Linked DNA regions of Zea mays: region 1 is linked to region 2. Evidence: chromatin contacts called from public Hi-C data. All regions are on one chromosome and are shown on one strand. The core of a region is the stretch at or near the end of the contact, and the rest is flanking DNA. Distances in the headings are between cores, read along the strand shown. Region 1 holds the start of LOC100193661. Region 2 has its middle 12 kb from the start of LOC103637747.

Region 1 (6,074 bases), core at 1,149-3,648, 140 kb after region 2:
CTATAATGAATAGAGTAATCCAAAGGCCAAGAAGTTTCAGTCAAGGCCATTCCCTTTGTATAATCAGTTGTCAGCACTCTATGATGGTAGTTGTGCCACCTGTGATCTTAATTTTACATCAACTCAGCAACATACATCATCCCGACAACAATTAAATATTCAAGATGAAGATGAAGCTATGAGCTCTTTCAGGATTGATGACGACCTCGGGGTTAACCCTGATTTGAACCCATTCGCTTCAAATCTGCATGGGTTGGAAGCTTCAAGTACCCGTGTTGAGATTGGTGGACATGAACGCACCCCTGCATCTTCAGAACAACTAGCGGAGAGTCATGGAAGGAAGCGTAAGCAAAGTCAGATTGCTGAGGTTCTTGAGGAATATTTGGATTACAAAAGGCAACATAATGATAAGTTGCTTGACGTGGTAAATCAGATTGATCAACAAGCTGAGGGATGTAACAAGAAGGAAGAATATTGTATTGGAAAGTGTGTTCGTGTGTTAGAGTCGATGGAAGAGTTAACTGAAGAGGAGATGGAAGCGACAATGGGCGTGTTTAAGTGCGAGGAGAACAAAGAAATATTTCTGAACAGCCAAAGGCCACGTGTCAGATTGTTGTGGCTTAGGAACGAGATCGACAAGCAAGTAGTTATATAAAGCACTCAATTTCTTCAACATTTTTTACTTGCTTAAATCTGCTATTTCAGTTTTTTTGATAGTAAAATCTGCTATTTAGTTACCTCTATTGTTTAATTGCTTAAATCTGGTATTTCAATTTTGTTTCTAGTAAAATCTGCCGCTATTTGAGTTCTGCTATTTATGTCTACATAAGCAAGTGCTTCATAAACATCTAAATCCACACCTTTGTTTCAGTTCAACAATGTCTTCTCTTTATTACAGATGTGCTAATCCAATTCAGTTTTCAGTTTTCAGAGTATGTTGACAATCTGAATTTAGTTCAAGCAATACCTTCTCTTTATTACAGATGTTTAAGCAGGTGCTTCATAAACATCTGAATCCAGTTCAACAATGTCTTCTCTTTATTACTGAATATTGAACTGAATATAAAGGCTTTCATGTCCCAAAATACAGAGGGTCTCCAAATTGGATATTGAACTGAACATAGAGGAATTGAATATATATACATTTGTCTAAGTTTTCTCATCAACATGTGATACACAAGGGATTTTCATCAACAAGTGGTCGCCAAAAGAACTGAAACATCAAGATGGCGTTTGCTTTTAGGTCATGCCATTCAGGAGATGATGCTAAGCTAAATAATCACATCTATCTGATTTTGCTATGCACTAAGACTATGTTTGTTTTATTATCATGTTATGCAATGTATCGGTCGTGTACGCTGAGACTCTATGTTTGACATTGGTCATGTATGTTGAAACTATGTTTTATTATTATGCACTGAGACTATGTTTGACATTGGTAGTGTACACCGAGACTATGTTTTATTATGAGACTATGTTTTATTATGATGCACTGAGACTATGTTTCTGCACACATGGGCTAAGTTGCATCAGCTGCAGTACTTCTCAAACATGTTCTCTTGTACAACAGCTGCACACATGGGCTACATTACGCTGCACACATGAGCAGTGTGGAGTTCTCTTCTGTGCTGAAAGAGCAGTGTGGAGTTCCCTTGGCTGCTGGCTGCCAAAGAGTAGCAGGGGAAGGCAGCCCCGTCCGGCGTTGACCACCTAAGTAATCTGGATAGCAGGGATTATGGCCCCTGGGTGCTCACTCCCCTGGGTTACCCTGCCCCAGCTGCCAAAGGAGCCCTTAAAGTATAAGCTTCATGCATCGTAGCTCTGTTTTGTGTCCCGTTTCTCGTTTACCAATGAGACGTTACATCACTGATGGACCGTGAGAAACCACAAGCCCAACATAATAGGAAGTCATATGCCCACATACTACCACATCGCTAACTAAATGAGGACGAGCGACAGAGCAAGCTATGAAAAAATAGGATCAGACTCCTTTTTAACTTATACATTTCTTAGTCTTTTGGCTAAGATAAGGTATAATATTTGTTTTTATCAGTTTAACATCTAATATGCGTATGATATTAAATTTATTTTTTATAGATATTAAATATGGGTACAACGTACATGTATTGAACTAGTATCTCATCTATTGGGGACTTGATCGTGTCAACGCACGGAATGACGAATTGACGAGAGTAGTGCTTCTAGAAGCCTGTTCCAGTGCGAGGCGGGGCGCGTGGAAAGCGTGCGGCCGTGCGGGTTGGTGCTGCACAAACCAAACGGAGGTGCAGGCCGGGTCAGAGTCAAACCCTGCTACGGCAAGGCGCAAGGCAACGAAACACCCACCCACCCCGCCAACTGCTCTCGGGCTCTCGGCCTTTTCTTTTCCTCATTACGGCCTCGGTCCACCACCTCCTCTTCTCGCCTGTGCCTTTTGCCCCTGTGCTCGCCACACGCGGCGCAACCGCCCACCCACCCAGCCAGGAGAAGAAGATCTCCGTCGCCTGCTCTTCGCTTCGCTTCGAATCGGAGGTGAGACTTCTCTTCCCCTCATGGATTTTCCGTCTGCCAGGAGTACTGGATTAGGAATTAGGATGTACGTGTGGACGGATCGCTCCTCTCTCGGGGGAGGATTCGATTCAAGTCGGATGCTTCCGACTTATGCAGGGTTAAGGAATTCGCTAGGTTAAGGAAATATTCGGTTCATGCCTCCGAGTATGCATTCTAATTGCAACTGGAGGGTCGATTTCCTTTCTAATTGACTCATGAGTAGTATCTCCTCCTGATTTTGCAGTCGTTTTTGTCTTTTCGTCATCTGTGGCTGCGCAGCGATCCCAACCTTCTTTCAAATATTCGATAATAACATAAACAATCGGCCTGGCAGGCAAATTCGGGTGTTTTTTTGCGCAATTGCACGGCAGGCAGGTCAGATCGGCCTGCGCTTATGTGCTAACGAACTGCTGTAGTGCTGTTAGGTAGGCGGACAGGTCAACAATGGACATGGGCTACCAAGTTGTTTGCTGGAATACAACTAATACTCAACTGGTTCACACTTGAAACACAGCCACAAAACAAAAGACTCACGCTGCCCTGTTTGGTTGGGCTTCTGGGGCTGCTTTTGCTTCCTAAAAGCCAAAAGCACAAGAAGGAACTGTTTTTTTCAAAGCAGCTGTTTTTTCTAATACATTTTTAAAGCATCTTAGACCTCGTTTTTGGCTTTTGGATTTCAGCTTTTCGAAATCAATGGAATAAAAAAGTATTTCATAGTTGTTTTAAGATTGATAAAGATAAGAGGTATATTTTACACTTGTTTCAATCAAACCGGTTTCAATTTTCTTATAGCTGATATTTCATAACAGTTTTTTTCACAGCTCAGAGTAGCTTTAGCTTTTCCCACCGCCATAGCTCAACCAAATAGGCTTGCCAGCTAGCTTTGCCTGTCAACATTCAGCTTCGGAGTTCAAACCATCTTTGCTGTTTGAGCATACCATTATTCCAGTCTAGGTTGACTTTACACATGATGATAGGAGACAGCTGGTGTTATGATTTGTTATGACACATGATGATAGGAGACAGCTGGTGTTCTGATTTGTTATGACGCATTGCATATAATTTCTTTGCTCAAATTGCTCTCTCAACATTTCCACACTTGCAGGTGTCGAGTAGCCAGTGGTGTCCCTATGGATTCAGCTTTTAGAAGAGCTCTCAATGAGCCTATGTGCTTGGAAGAAACCGTCGTCCAACAAGGAATTGAAAGGTGCCCATTCCTGAGGAACATCAATGAGCCTACAAGTTTTTCCTTCTCGTCCGTCAACTTCCCTATTCCCGTATGCCCTTTACTTCCTGTTCCTCTTTACATTATCACACCATCCATTTCTTAAGATCACTGGTGTTCTGGAACGATCGCTGAATTCTATTGTTTGCTGCTTGTGAAGGCAAGAGGAGCCAAGGGACCGATTTTCGAAGATGGGCCTAATTTTGACATGGCATTTCGAGTTTTCCATGGTAGAGATGGGGTTGTTCCACTTTCAGAAGGGTCATTGGCCCAGATTGAGAAGCCACTGCCAAAGCCCAATCCTGAGTTCAACCCATTGGCAGCCAAAGCAGCAACCATCAGTCTATCTGCATTTGGAGGGTTTTTCAGCTTTGGTGACTTCTCAAATAAGCGCAATAAGAAAAACTCCAACAAGAAGAACCCCAACAACCTCCCCCAGGTAAATTGAGTTAATTATACTTTCTCAATATTTCTTGTCTCCAGTGTCACAATGTTCCAGTACTGCCTAGTAAAGTCGATCTTTTTCATCACCAAAGAATGTAATTTATTGGTAGAAGTAGACATAACTCATACAATGTATCTGAACCATTCTTCTCAGTGGTAACACTAAATGGGTGGTACATGATGAAAACCTTACTATGTTTTTTCTCCAAAGGAGCGTGCCATTCAGTTGTCTGATTTTGCTTTCCCTGAAATTTCAGAATAAAGGCCAGCCTAACAATAACAACCATGAAGCACTGAGCAACGAGTGGCTGGAGATGGGCCAATGTCCACTTGCGAAATCTTATAGGGCATTAAGTGGAATTGTGCCACTTGTCGCAAAGATGATGACACCCCCAGCTGGTATGAAACTTAAGTGCCCACCTGCCGTGGTTGCTGCCCGCGCAGCACTATCCCGCACAGCCTTTGCTAAGGGGCTTCGCCCTCAGCCCCTGCCAACAAAAATACTGGTGATTGCATTGCTTGGTATGGCAGCAAATGTTCCTCTGGGCATCTGGAGGGAGCACACACAGAAGTTTTCATTGCAGTGGTTTGCCGCAGTACATGCTGCAGTGCCGTTCATAGGGATGCTCAGGAAATCTGTGCTGATGCCTAAGACAGCCATGGCCCTTACTATAGCCGCCTCGATATTGGGTCAGACAATCGGGTCAAGAGCTGAACGTATCAGACTGAAGAGGGCCGCGGCAGCAAAATTAGCAAGAGAGAGCCATGGTGACGCTGCTGACTACATCAAAGCACCAATGAGTCTGAAAACAGGGAACCACACTGTTCAGTTTTGGGATCCGCTTTCCCTCAGAGCTGAAAGCACAGTGGCTGCAGGTACCACAGCAGTTCTTGTCCCTGCCATTTCTGCTTTCAACTGATGACAGGAATGGATTCATTACGATTGTACCAGCATCGCTGGTTGGTGTATTCTTTTTTTTCTCCTATTCTAAATAATCTGATTGTTGTATCCATTACTGTACTTTTGAGCTTAAGAAAGAAATACTTCACGGCAAACTCTTCATCCTGTTTTGGTGGCCACATGACAGCGAATAAATTAGAGAACACGTTGAGCTGAGAACTTTTTACTCTCCTTTGAAATCTGTCTCTGGAAACACGGATTTCCAGCCAATCGTCAATCGAGCAGTCACAATTGCATGCCATACTGACTTTACAGTTATGTATTCTTTGTATTTTATAAGACTTATCATGATAAAGAAAATGTTTTGAAATGGGATGTAGAAGCTTTTGCTGGTGGTCAAAAAAAAAAAAACGAACAGTTAACTGATCTCAACGTACCACACCTGAAATGGTCAGGACTCAAAACGAAACAGCCGGACCATTCTAACACCACAATGTAACACCAGAAACACAACCAACAGGTTCTAGTTGCCTGCTCGAATCACCATCCAGTCAGTAAACAAGATCAATAAGCTACTAGTGCTATGGTTGGTTTGACAGCTACAAGCGACGAAAAACATCTGCTTGCTGAAGAACAGACTTAACATTCGCACAAAATACAACTTTTCGACTAGTATATCTCATCATCTGGGACATCTGGTGTAAGAAACTTCTGTGGATCCTTGTACAGCTCTTCGTAGTTGTACTTAGGCTTCACCCTCTCCGGGACAGGCTCAAGTGGGATAATACTGTCTCCATCGATCACGCCATCAATGAGTCCATAATCGACAGCCTCGAGAGGGCCCATGTAACGATCTCTGTCAATGTCTTTCTCTACCTGCTCAGGAGTGCGGCCTGTGAAGCCTGATACGATCCGAATGACATTCCTCTTGTTGGTCAATATCTCCTTCGCTTGGAC
Region 2 (6,286 bases), core at 696-3,195:
AGCTCCAGTGCAGGAATCCCTCGCCTGACCGCCATCGCAGCAAAATCAACCCAAGGACCTCCCTACACTGACCACTCCCCTACTGCCCTTGCCCCTTTCGGGTAAGGTAGTCATCCACTAGCTTTCCTAGTTAATCAGCCAAGGGTGTCACATTAAACCCTTGTGGTAGCACTGTTTTCCCGGGTGGTTCTCTATGTTCCCATTAACATAATGATCCTATCGTGAACAGTAATAATAAACAGATAATAAAAATTATAACAATGAGTGATGAATATCTCTATACCCAAAGCCACATAAAGCAATAGCATGTACTACCCAAAAATTTAGTAGTAAAACCAGTGGTGAAACAAGGTATAAAGATAGTCAAAATCTAGAGTAACATATTGGGTCCCATCAAAATTAACCTATGCAGATCATTATGATTAATAAGAACATGACTGGATAAAAGAAGTGATCAAGGGCACAACTTACCTTCCACGAGCTCCTGCTCAGCAGTCTCTACCAGCTGAACCTCAGGATCCTTAGTAGCTTGCTCGTCTATTCGCATCAACACAATACATGCATAGTATAGCAAAAATTAATATCACACCAAACATGTAAATAAAAAACACAATAATAATCTAGACATTAAAATAAGATCATAGAAACTGGAATCATTAAATTTAAAGTTATAGATTTTAAGTTATGAATGTTCCAAGGTTTCATGTGCTTGATATATGGTTAAGTGAGACATTAATTTTACTACTGTTTTCATGTCACAACAGAGACCCTAGGTGATAAACCTTAATATTACAAATTTTTTAGAAATTGGAATGGACCAATTTGGAGTTCATATGAATTTTCTATAAATTAAACAAGTTTCTGCAATTAATTTAATACCAAAAATCTATTTTCTAATTTTTATTTCCCTGGTTTTCTAATCTCTGGACTGGGCCTCAAATTCCCGAAAGCGCAGGGGCTTCCTCGCAAAACCCCCCACAGACTCAGGTTCCCACCAGAGTGGACTGCGGGTTTAAATTCTAACTTCCAGGAAGGTTCTTTAATAAAATGCACCCACGAGGGGTATGGGAGGAATCTGGCCGTTGGATGCCGCGCGGGCGGCGCAGATTAGATCTCGACTCCACTGGAACGGGACAACATGGTAACCGCAGGATCTTGAATCTACGGTTCGGATCCAACACACCCGTGGGGAAATCGTGCTCGCTAATTCGCAGATGAACGGCCAGGGATCTCCAGAACAAAGGGGTATGCAATCAAACTAATCCTAGCCGTCTGCATCCAATCGCACGGCTAGGCGCCTTTCTTCTACCCTGCAGCCGAGGTCGACCAGAGCACTCGCGCCCTCGCCGGAAAGCACGCCGGCGCGCGACTAGCCGACGATCTGGCGCCCGTCTAGCCGAGCGGTTTGGTTCTACGCGAAGCATGGGAGATGGCGAACTTTTTGGTGGTTTACATACCTTGAATCGAGACGGCAGGGGCCCCAATCATGCACCGCAGCGGCACCAGACGCGCCAAGGAGATCTCTCCGACCGCGGATGGAGTTGAGAGACGGATGCCAGCGACTCCTACACGGTGGCCTCCCTACCAACACTTCTCTGCTGGCGGCGGGGTAGGTTTAGGCTGTTAATGGAGGCGGATTCGAGCTTGGGGCGAGATCTCCAGGTTTTCTGTGCGTGATGTAGAAAGGCCAGAGAACGGGCGGCGGTGAACCTAGGGAAGCTGTGGAGCGGAGAGAGGCAAGGGATCGTGGCCACTGATATAGGTGTGGGCTGAGCCGCAGCCGCAACGGCTTACCCGGAATCGACGGCGAGCTTCTGCCATCGTCGGGCGAAGTTGTTGGAGTGACCCCCTGACGGCCCGGGCCCACGCGCCAGCAACCGTGCGCGCAGCGCGCGCAGCAAAACCAGGATGCGCCTGACGATGTGGGGCCACTGCACAGTGAAGGGAGCAAGATCGCGAGAGCACAGACTGCCAGGCGGGCCCCGGTGGTCAGTACGGCGCGCAGCGCGCAGGGGGATGGCTGAGCGGCGGGTTAGAATTTATGGGCCGCGCTAGGTTTTGGCCCAACACGAGTTTCATCTTTTCTTTTTTTCTTTTTATTTTTCCTTTCTCCTTTTGGATTTCAAATTCAAATTTGAATCAAACTTTAAATCTGAACTCATATTCATTTTAAATGTACAAATTTAACCCAATAGTATGGATGGTTTAACTATATTATTATATTTTTATATATATTTCTTTATTTTTGTATAACATTTTTCTTTCTCTACTCTAAACTCCAATTTGCAAATTAGGGTCAAATCTCCAAATTTGGATTTTAACCTATTTCTTTTTATATTATTTTTATATTGTCACAAAATACACACTAAATAAGGTCCAACATGATGCACAATTTAGTGGCATGTCATTTATTAATTATTTGTTTTTTTAAATATGGTATTCACATGTGATGGTATGTAGATACAACACACACATATAACTAAAGAAAAATAAATTTTCTCCTTTTACATTATCTCTTAAAAAATTGGGTATTACAAATCCTACCCCCTTAACAGAAATCTCGTCCTCGAGATTTTAGGAAGGACTAGGGAAAAGATGGGGAAAATCTATGTGAAGCTCTTCTTCTCGCTCCCAAGTAGCTTCATCTTCGCCATGGTGACTCCATTGCACTTTGCACATCTTTATAACCTTATTTCTTGTAACTCGAGTCAAAGTATCAAGAATCTTGATAGGGTACTCAACATAAGTCAGGTCATCTTGAACACTAAGGTCCTCCATCGGTAGCTGCTCCTCAGGTACCTGTAACACCTCTGGTGTTACTGTCACTAAAACTTGAGCATAACATTATGAGGATTAGCATATCATGTGGTTGTCACACCTAGAGTGCATTCACTAGGTGAAAATTTCAAAAATGTTGTACTGATATGGCTTGATGTGTGGTTAACCCTAGGGTCAAGTGCTTAACCCTAGATTTGGGCTTATGGATATAAGGTAAATCCAAACATGTGAAAACTTCAAAATATATGAGAAATGATCATGAGATATCACCTTTGATGGACTTTAGTAAAACCAAAACCCTAAAGTGCTCAAAGCCCTGAAAAGACCCTCGAAAACCCTAAAATTTAAACCCTAGGGGGCTAAGTGTAAACTTTGTACACTTTTGGACCAAAGTGCAAATATCAAAGTAAAAGAGCACCTCAAACCCACTAACTTTCATATTCAAGGATTTACAAGTTGAATAGTAAGATTTGGACCTCTTTGTAAAAAGACCCATGAAAACCATATGACTAAGTCTGAATTCCAGTAATTTGGGACCATCTTTGGGGCTGTATATCTCTTCATTCATGAGGATTCTGTCCTAGGTTAGTACATCAAAATGGTAGAGCTACTATAGGGGTATAAGTTCAATTAAGAGACCCAACCCTAAAACACTATGAAATCTCCTGAAAACATACCCCAAAACAGAGCTAATAAGACTCTGAATTTTCAGACCACACACAGTAATCTGAAACCTATAGAGCAGTGTATCGAGATAGGTTTGGAGTCTTTTTGTGACCAATCTAAAGGGTTAAAGTCTATGAGTTGTGTAGATAAATTAGAGACCATTAGAAGGGGATTAAATGTTCTTAAGAAACGTGGGCTTGATCATGTGCCAAAAATTAAGGAAAATGATGTTCAAAGTTGGGCTGTCAGGTTCATGGGTTCTAATCAGGTAGATCTGCTCTGAATTTCTATTTGTCTGAGCGACTTTGAGACCTTGCAGAGGCTGTCCTATGCGACTTGGTGCCAGGTTGATCTAAGCAAAGCTGGAAAGCTAGTATTCATGAGCAAGTTTTATTAGGAGACTTTGGCCTGATGTTATATAGATTTAGGAGGTAAAGGTGCCCAAACTGTCCCTGTCAAAAAGGAAGAAATCGGATGAAAACTGAAGACTGAAGTTCAGAAAATTGAAATGGTACCAGTGTATTGCAACTGATTTTTGGGCACCATAACTTGTAATCTATGAGGATTAGGTCCAAGAAACTTATAGTAACTTTATAGACCCTTGATTTGGGAACAAGTTCTGTTAATGGTGACTGACCTGTTCTTAACCAAAATATGGAGAAAAGGTTGACTGAAGAGGGGGGATCAGTCATGTGTTGAAGATTCAAAAGAACTGAAATATCTACCCTTGATATTTACTCTCCTTGCCGTGTCCCACTTTGGGATAGGATGAAGATTGAGATGAGGTGGTAGCAGGGATATTCAGACTTGCGCATCACTGAAATATCACCAGTACAAATATCTACTACAGTGTCATCCTATCCTTACCTCCTCCCTTTGCCATGGATAAACTTCACCCTACCTGACTGAGCTCTGTGAACCTGCGTGGATCTTCTTGAGTGAGCCACGACTACATCTCATGTTCATAGTTATCCCTACTGCAAATTCAAGAATCCAGCCCCCTTGATCTTTTCACTTGCTATTTAAAGAGCAACCAGGGGGGAGAAAGAAAGCAGGAGCCAACCCAGTAATCCTTGCTTCGACCATCAACCATAGTGAGTAGCTTCAATTAGCAGTATTGCTTCCCCAAACCATACCCTGGACGTGCCCAGTTCCACTGATCAAGCCACCGCGTGTGTCTGGTGACCACCTCGCCAACACATCAACCTCACGTGGCCAGGCGGTTACGGTATGGCTCCACCCTTACGAATTTGTGTTCTTGCATCTCTATAGATTGGTGAAGCTCATCAAGAAGCTCGTTTGATCTTTGTGGTCCTAATTTGGTCGGAACATGAGTTTGACGCTGCGTGAACTGCCGTGGTGTTGACCCACTCAAAATTCAGTTGGTCCGAGGACAATTCTTGTGAGCGTCGTGTTGCCCATGTCTCGCTTGTGCTCCCCGTGCCCTTAATTTGATTTGTCCGGTACTCAAATCAGCCGGGTAGGTACCGCGGAGCTAGGATTCCACCGTGGGCGCGGTCCGGCCCCTCTGTGAGTTTGTGAGCCAAATCCATGCCCATAGCTGCTCGAATTAGGTTAAGATTTGATTCTGGTCGCTATCCAATGACTGCCCAGGCTCTCCTCCGTCGTAGTGTCGCGGGAAGAACTCGTCTGCGCCGCCGGACGATGTCAGGGACTCAATTTTGAAAGACAAGGAGCTTAGAAGGGGCTGGAAGTAAAGTGTCAGTGACTCACGGAATTTGGTTGAAGACTTCATTTCTAATATTGGCTCTAGCGAGGACCTTTGTGAAAAAGCTACTGCGCTGCCGCGGGCGCCCCCCAAATTCCGCCTAGACCTGGGCTGGTTGGGCCAGTTTTGGCCCAACACTATTAGTAGTTTTTCGTTTTCTTTTTCCGAGAAGCTTTAGAAATCCGTAAGAAACTCTAGAAAAATGCTAAAAATATGAGGCCAATTTTATTAGGCTCCTAAATTTCTATAGTATTTAATAAAAATAGTCTTAGGATTTTTAGTCCAAACAAGGAATTATCTAGTGTTTAAACAGGCTTAAACCTATACCTCTGGAATTTTAGAAATTATTTAGTAACTCCAAAAATCACCAAACTTTTTGGATAAGCTTTAAATGATATTTAGAAACCTTGGGTGATGTTAGATATGATTTGGACAGTGTTTTATACTTAAACCCCAAAACCCTAAACTTCTAAGTAGTGTCTGCGCTATGAACTAAAATACTGACTCCACAAACCCTAGTGAAGGAAAATTGTATTTAAGAAACTAATATGATGTACTTTTATTATTGCATTTTCATAAGCATTACATGAGCATTCATGATTATATATGGTTCTATATAGAAAACGAAGAAGAAGTAGAGGTTGAAGAAGGAAGAGCTACACCACCACTTGAAGACCACCTGTCGGGAACTGCTTTTATTTTGATATTTGTGGAGCAGAGCCCGACTCTCCTATAACACAAGGCAAGCCCCAGTGCATTTGCCACCTCCTTGCTATTTTAAAATCTTTCTCACTTGCTTGATGCATTAGGTGATAGGAGTTGTGTGCTAAACAAATTGATGCATTTCCTTTCTTGGAAGATTGACTACTTTTCCTTCATCACCTATTTTATGAAAAGGTTTTTCTGGTGCTTAGTCTTGCTCTAGAAAAACAAAATGTTTTGTTTTCAACAAAAGATGATGCTTCAAGTGGGATGGGATGATTTTCAAAAAAAATAAAACTTGATGGTGGATCCATCATGGCCATGATGGGTTCAACATCGGAAAAGATGTACCTCTGTTAGGTATCAACTTTGGGTTGAAATGATAAAGCCAAGACCGGGCGGGTGACTTGC

Evidence for each region. A called contact is a pair of places that touch in the nucleus more often than the background predicts.
Region 1: a Hi-C map of leaf mesophyll shows a contact between it and region 2, with 2.0 times the contacts expected there. The contact joins the promoter of LOC100193661 here to the enhancer-like site in region 2. A contact is called at or near these places in 2 of 25 Hi-C or Micro-C datasets (leaf and leaf mesophyll).

The regions. Positions count from the first base shown.
Region 1 is chr1:107,793,173-107,799,246 of Zm-B73-REFERENCE-NAM-5.0, forward strand. LOC100193661 reads left to right here and starts at 2,399. Exons shown (of 4, transcript NM_001138754.2): 1 at 2,399-2,529; 2 at 3,653-3,824; 3 at 3,933-4,211; 4 at 4,474-5,334. The coding sequence starts at 3,678. The coding sequence ends at 5,136. It overlaps LOC100272517 (ATP-dependent Clp protease proteolytic subunit), which reads right to left. Exons shown (of 2, transcript NM_001146986.1): 2 at 5,484-6,074. The coding sequence ends at 5,787. It also overlaps the pseudogene LOC103644844 and the pseudogene LOC111590663.
Region 2 is chr1:107,657,851-107,664,136 of Zm-B73-REFERENCE-NAM-5.0, forward strand. No RefSeq gene overlaps it. Among protein-coding and RNA genes, the nearest start is that of LOC103637747, 12 kb to the right of the region's middle. Within about 2 kb of position 1,946, at least 19 of the 20 cell types and tissues checked have an H3K27ac peak or open chromatin away from gene starts, as enhancers often do. A contact at or near this core is called in leaf and leaf mesophyll, where this site is marked.